Regions from separate parts of the Rattus norvegicus genome. Here region 2 is linked to region 1. The links are chromatin contacts, called in public Hi-C maps. All regions are on one chromosome and are shown on one strand. Each heading gives the region's core, a stretch centred on a gene start, on an enhancer-like site or on the middle of the called end of the contact. The rest is flanking DNA. Distances are from core to core; before and after follow the strand shown.

Region 1 (3,733 bases), core at 800-3,299:
TTCCCCAACCCCAGCAGTGTTAGAAGATACTGGGTAAGAGGTAAATGGTGAATGCTTGCTGAAGCTGCAGAAGCAGAGCAGGGTCCAGGTGAGATCACAGGACAGATGAGAGTCCAGAGAAGGCTCGCCAACAATGATTTGTGAGTCAACATATTTGACAATAAACATACATTACTCTGAGAAGGGACATGGCACTTGGGAAAATCTCAACTTACCAGAAAACTAGATGGTGGGAGTAGAAGATGTCCCTCATGGAGACTGGCAGAGTCTGCAAAGGACAGACCTGAGGAAAAAGAGGCCACGCTGAATAGAACCAGATCTGCTGCTGCCAGCAATCCAGAAAAAGGTTTTACTTTTTTCCCTGGAAATAACAACTATGTCTCTCCCCTTCCTTTATATGTCAGAATCCCCGACTCACCCCCACCCCCAAAAGTTTCAACTGAGGCCTCTACCATCCTGAGCCTTCTCAGGAGAAAAGAAAAAACAAACAAGCAAGCAAACAACAAAACTAAAACACTGCCTTAATATTCAGCTTTTCTCTTGACACCTAACTATTCATATGGCTCATAAAGAGAAATGTGAGGTCCTCATTAATGAAGCAAGACATTCCTGCTGACTCTTCTCTGCTGCACATAAAACATGAGTAAACATATTGCATGCCTTTAATCCCAGCACTAAGGAAGAAAAAACTTGTGGGTCTCTGAGTTTATTTAGTGACACACTCACATACCTAATGAGAGTAAAGACATGCAAGCAAACACTGATACACATAAAATCTAAAAAAAAAAAAAAAAATTTGATGAGGGGAAAAATAGTAATAGATCATACTGTTAGGAATTTTTAAAAGGACATTTAAAGAACTATGCTTAGTTTTAGGCACTGCAATGTAAGAAATATGCTAACTAGGAAAAGACTGCTCAAAGAAATCCAGCGATCTTATATGGACCTATCATACATAGGCTACTTGACAGGGAACAGGCACTTTTAGTAAAAGGAACTAAAAAACAAGGAAACATTTGCACCCAAAATGGTGAGTTTAAGGCCACACACACTTGCACTGGCACAAGCTTGAAAATTGCTATCTGCAAAATATTTCGAAACTAATCTTTGCATTAAAAAATTAGAACACTTTTTTTACTATAGTTTTTTATTCGAAAATGTAATAAAAGAGAAATGTCAAGAGGATCAGATATTCTGAACTGTTTTTCCTTTTCAAATTCTCACGTCCAGAACTCAGAATTAATTCTTCCAAGTCTCTTTCGATGGTGTAATTAGGTTTCTTTACTTTACCCCTAGCCACATTACTTCCTCTTCCCACCTTTCAGTTCGCCCTACACCAGTCCTCTCTGCCCTGGTAATTCCCATTACCTGCCATCCCAGGAGCGCTATGTTTTCCGCTAGAACTTGGGACACGTGGATACCTAGGCAGCTTCAGTTTGGGGCTCGGATGTCCAGCTCTCCTTCCAGAGTGGTATCTTAATCTCTCCGAGATTGGCCTACCAGATACAGGATGCACTCACTTTACAGCACACGTCTTACAGTCGCACCTCAGACTCCTACAGAGTAGTCAGGAGGTCCTGTCCAAGAACGGAAAGTACAGGATTGGGAGGGTTACTACAAGAAACAAAAAGTGTGTAGGAAGCGAGCAGCTCTACCTTGCTGCAGCTGAAACTGGGCGCCTACCTAGAGTCTGGCCACCCGCCCTCCACAGGGTCTGCGATCTCCTACTTCCCCTGGCGACCAGACGCACCAGTTGCGGGGCACACCAGAAAGGCGGGCTACCCCGCATTCAGCTAGCCCGGCCCAGAACAAAGGAACAAAGCCTTGGGGAACCCGCGGCAACGCCGACGGGAGGCGCGCCCCCTTCTCCGACTCCCTGGCTTCCTCCCGCGCAGGCCGCATTACGAGATCCCGCAAGGTGACGTCACACTCCCAAGGCGCTGGCGGTTGCCATGGTGATACCTGGACTCCAGTCTAATGACGCACTCCCAAGGATCCTGGTTCCCCAAAACTCTCGTAATGGGTTTACACGGTGGATCTAGCCAAACACCCACCCCTTTCCACGCCCACAATCGACTTAGCGGTCACTTCCGGTCGGGTAGACCCTTTCCCTTCTTTTCCCTCCTTCTCCTCAATACACACGCACGCCTCACCGGGGAGCACAAAGGACCACAATTCCCAGAATGCAGCGCGCAGTGCTTCTGAATTACTTTCCCCAAGTTTCTACTAATGCTATAGTTCCTCCTGGTGGCTCGGGAGTTTGCACCTGCCTACCGTTTGTGTCTGGTAGTTTGGATTGTGAGCAGAGGGAGTCATATACAGCGTTTGTGACCTATATTCACACACCCGCAGGATTTTGCGCGGAGATCTTGGGGCAGAGTCTCATCTCCTCAGGCTGATCTTGAACTTGCTATGTACATGTTCCTGATCCACCTTCACCTCCGAAGGATCTGGCCTCCCACACTGAGGATTTCAAAACGCAAGCATACATTTCACCGTTCAACCTTACTTTTTATTACCTGATCTGCATTCTCTTTTATATGTTATTTGTCGTTTTGAAAATATTTGTCGTTTTCATGTCTTCGAAAAACGACTCAACATTTTTTTAATGCTAAAGAAACTGGGAGGAGGTGGTGGTACAGTATTTTACGTTTTAGCAGTGCTCTCTGCAGTTTTCTTTGCGTAGCGCTTAAAGCAAATCCATCGGTGCCCTTGACGTACACAAAAGACTACAACAAATAGGCTTTTTGCTTCAAAGGTGGGGCTCACTCAACTAAGGGCTTCTGTTCCTCCCCGGTTATTTACAGACGTGCTAAAGTGGCTCCCCTCCTTAACTGAAAGCATCAGACCTAGAAATGATAATGCTATACATGAAAAAGTCAAGGAAAGGGAATTATACTTAGAGAAATGCTTGCAATAAGACATTAGATAAAAAGAGAATGCAAACAGCAGTCATGTGTTTTAGTTTTTAAAAAAGACTTGTTTTATGTGTCTGTGTTTGGGCACATATGTGAAAGGGCATGTTTCCGTGTCCAGAAAAGGATGCGGGAACCCTTGGATCTAGAGTCATAGATGCAATATGTATATTACTGAGTGAAATGAGTCAATCTGAAAAAGGCTGCATACTGTACAATTTCATCTATATAGCACTGGGAGGGAGTAGTAAAGAACAAGTAAAAACCACCTACTGCTAGGGATTTGGAGGGTACTTTGAACAAAGGGGACTTTGGGGACAGTGAAATATATAAATATGTCAGATCCCGAAGAATGTACAGCACTGAGCAAGCCCTAGTGTGAACTATATGGTATTAATAATAACTTACCATTTCTGGCTTATCGTGATAACAAGTTGCCGTGGGAATACGAGAAGTTAACAATAGCGGAATTGGAAAAAGAGGAGAGATGGAGTATACTGAAACTATTTTTCACTGATTTTTTCCCCGATAAATCTAAACTTGTCCTCCTCTCCCCAAGTCTTTTAATTTAGAAATATGTGAGTGTATTTCTAAATAGGTAGTTTATTACGGTCAGAAATGAATAACAGATAAGTAGAAGCTAAGGGAATGACGATCCTTTTGATAAGGTAGCAGGCATTTGGTTAACTGCGGTATACTGTTGGGTGGGAAATAGAATTTGTTATGCAATGAGCTTAAATATTTACCTAAGAATACCAAGTGAGACAGTTAAGAGACCCAATTCTGCCTCAGATCACTGTTTATCATTCTTTAATGCA
Region 2 (3,546 bases), core at 519-3,018, 200 kb after region 1:
AAAATAACTCTTTTGTGTACGTATAGGTGGCTCTGAAAAGAGCCTTTGGAAAAACACGAGACAACTTATGCTCTCTCCCCTCGAATGCGGCGGGCAAGCTGGATATCCTTGGGCATGATGGTCACACGCTTGGCGTGGATGGCGCACAGGTTGGTGTCCTCAAACAGACCCACAAGGTAGGCCTCACAGGCCTCCTGCAGGGCCATGACCGCCGAGCTCTGGAAACGCAGGTCAGTCTTGAAGTCCTGAGCGATTTCACGTACCAAGCGCTGGAATGGGAGCTTGCGGATCAGCAACTCGGTCGACTTTTGGTAGCGCCTGATCTCGCGCAGAGCCACGGTGCCAGGACGGTAGCGGTGGGGCTTCTTAACGCCGCCGGTGGCTGGAGCGCTCTTGCGGGCGGCCTTGGTAGCCAGTTGCTTGCGCGGGGCCTTGCCACCGGTGGACTTGCGAGCGGTCTGCTTAGTACGAGCCATAGTATGTCTTGACCTCCCAAAGGAAAGTGAAAGGAGAAAAGAAAAAGCTTCACGGCCACATTTATACAGGCGGCTGGATTCTGATTGGTCAAAATAGCTGCAGGAACAACATAATTGGCTGGTGAGTTCTTTTGTTTTCTGAGTCTGATGAGGGTTTGTGTTTAAGCAAGTGTGCAATTTCCTCATTGAAAAGGAAATCCCGCTGAATAATCGTGGAGATCAATGTATTGTTTATTAAAAGCACTTTTCCTACATTTTTTCCTGTTTTAGATTATATGGAAAGATGTGTAGTAAGATACCTACAAGATAGGTATTGACCCCTTGGGATTTGCAGAGCGAGGTGGGGAGGTCTAGTGGAAACGTTATTAGCTGTGATGGTAACCAAATGATTTAACACCCTTAGCTGATCTTGTACTTGTCAAATGGCAATAAGGACTTGTCAATCATGCACGTAAGCAGTATTAAGGTGAGAATTGTACAGTGATTAGTTGTTTTCTAGTGTGTGCTCTTCCAAGTGTAAAAGGAACACTTCTCGAGACAATTCGTTGTGTAGTCCTGTCTTGGGATTCACCCTGCAGAGTAGAGACCTCGAACTAAAGGGTGGGTCTGCTTTTGTGTACTACTGGGCCAGAGAATTCTTCCAGGAGCCCTAGGAACTACACAAAGAATATTTAGCTTATATGTATGGGGAAAAGAAACCCTTGATACAACCGAGGTAAAATTGTTTTCAAAAATTAATGACGGGGCAAAACACAAAAATTCCTACAATTCAACATTTTTGGCAGCGTCCAATTCTTTTTGGAGAAAGTGAGTGGCTCTGAAAAGAGCCTTTGGTGATAGTGCTTTGTATAAAGGGTCTCACTTTCCCTTAGCTTTGTGGTGGCTCTCGGTCTTCTTGGGCAGCAGCACCGCCTGGATGTTGGGCAGGACACCGCCCTGTGCGATGGTCACGCGGCCCAGCAGCTTGTTGAGCTCCTCGTCGTTGCGGATGGCCAGCTGCAGGTGGCGCGGGATGATACGCGTCTTCTTGTTGTCCCTCGCCGCGTTGCCCGCCAGCTCCAAGATCTCGGCCGTCAGGTACTCCAGCACGGCCGCCAGGTACACCGGGGCGCCGGCGCCCACCCGTTCCGAGTAGTTGCCCTTGCGGAGCAGACGGTGCACACGACCCACGGGGAACTGTAGGCCGGCCCGGGAGGAGCGGGTCTTGGCCTTGGCACGAGCCTTACCACCTTGTTTACCACGTCCAGTCATTGTAGAGAGCTGGAAGGTAGAATCCACTGAAGGATACTCAGTGAGAGATGACACAGCTATGCTTTGCCATTTATACTCAACGCAGGGCGTGAAAAAGTAGCAATTTCATTGGTTACATGGAACTATTCACCTAGACCAATAACACAGTTGGTTTGACAAACCCTTGCTATGATTGGGTATTTAGTGGATGACGATTGCTAGTTCGCGCTAACCAAAGCCACAAGTTTCTTTAAAATCAGCCTGTGCAGAGACAGTACAGTTGTTCGGTTCTATTTCCTTTTGGTTGGTTGTTTTTTTTCGCCATTCCTGAACCCGCGAAGTCCTCCCCCGGCCCGAAGAGAAGGGCTCCAAGAAGGCCGTGACCAAGGCGCTGAAGAAGGACGGCTAGAAGCGCAAGCGCAGCCCCAAGGAGAGCTACTCGGTGTACGTGTACAAGGTGCTTAAGCAAGTGCACCCGGACACTGGCATCTCTTCTAAGGCCATGGGCATTTATGAACTCGTTCGTGAACGACATCTTCGAGCCATCGCGGGCGAGGCGTCGCGCCTGCCTCATTACAACAAGCGCTCGACCATCACGTCCCGGGAGGTCCAGACGGCCGTGCGCCTGCTACTACTCGGGGAGCTGGCCAAGCAGGCGGTGTCCGAGGGCACCAAGGCCGTCACCAAGTAGACCAGCTACAAGTGAGCGCGGGCGCTCACAACAAACCCAAAGGCCACCCACAAATTTCCTAAGGGATAACTGCAGCACGTGTTATTTAAGGCAGTTCTTTAGCCTTGTAGGGTAACAAAGGAAGTGAGTTTGGAGGATCTGGGTCTTTGAGCAGCAGGAAGGAAAACTGCATTTTAATTCACCTGAGTTTGGAGTTGGAGGTGAATTAAAAGCGCCGGTTAGCTCCCAATATTTGTGGGGCTTCCATGCACCACCCAGGTAGTGCAACTCCACAATCCCGACAGCCCCAAAATTCATTTTTGATTCATGATGTTAATGTTCTCCGTTACCTCATCTACTTTGTCCAGTAAGTCATGTTTTGTAGATGACCGCAGTGCCCCTGCATGAAGACTTCCAGCGTGCAATTAAAACAGGACAGGTGAGGGATATCTAAGGATTAGCCTAATTTTGCAGTGTTCTGAAATGTGCCGCTCTTTTCTGCCATCTTGTGGCAACAACAGAATCACAAACCCATGGCCTTGTTTTTTTTAAATCCAGTCTAGAAATGCTTCATTATCCTGTGACCAGTGAGTTTCAATAGTGTTAGTGTTTTTTTTTTTTCCTGGTAACGTTATAAGAGTTACATTAACTTCTCAAGAGTCACCGGACCATGACTGAAGGAGCCGAGGCAAGACAGATGAGACCTGTGAACATAGAGGGAGAGTCTAGTCAGAAAACTACACAAAATCAAATTAAGACATTATAAAATAATTGAAAATATTAGAGACATGATTTATAGTTTTCGATTTCTGTCAATAATTTCTTCTTTGACATTTTCCAGTGTTTCATCATACCCAAATGTATTATTAAAACATTAGAGTGACAGGGTTGCATAGGAAACATAACATAGGCAATAGATATTTTCTTGAAGTCATGAGCAGGTAGACATGATATGGCTTCTCCTGAGGTCTCTCTCTCAGACTTGGCAGGTGTCTGCCTTCATGTTGTGCCCTACCTATTCAGCTCTGTGTCTCTCTAGTAAGGGCTTCACTCTTAGGACCTTTCTTAATGGAAGTGGACTGAAGGCAAGTTACTAGGCAAGTGGGCAGTCACTGACCTGCAGCTCCAGCCTGTGAATTAGCTCCTTGAAGATCCTGTCTCCAAATACAA

The links. Hi-C and Micro-C count contacts between places; a contact is called where the count stands out from the background.
Region 2: a contact with region 1 is called in a Hi-C map of liver, with 3 times the contacts expected there. The contact joins the promoter of H2ac4 here to the promoter of Zfp184 in region 1. A contact is called at or near these places in 5 of 12 Hi-C or Micro-C datasets (frontal cortex, liver, mammary epithelial cells and 1 more) and 1 of 1 datasets of contacts at active chromatin or transcription factors (oligodendrocytes).

Annotation. Positions count from the first base shown.
Region 1 is chr17:47,297,428-47,301,160 of GRCr8, forward strand. It overlaps Zfp184 (zinc finger protein 184), which reads right to left and starts at 2,050. Exons shown (of 6, transcript NM_001427199.1): 1 at 1,963-2,050; 2 at 1,369-1,577; 3 at 216-283. The coding sequence starts at 1,375.
Region 2 is chr17:47,494,359-47,497,904 of GRCr8, forward strand. It overlaps H2ac4 (H2A clustered histone 4), which reads right to left and starts at 1,769. Exons shown (of 1, transcript NM_001109423.2): 1 at 1,266-1,769. The coding sequence starts at 1,727. The coding sequence ends at 1,335. It overlaps H4cl3 (histone H4C like 3), which reads right to left and starts at 530. Exons shown (of 3, transcript XM_008771773.4): 1 at 148-530. The coding sequence starts at 476. It also overlaps the pseudogene H2bc12l-ps1.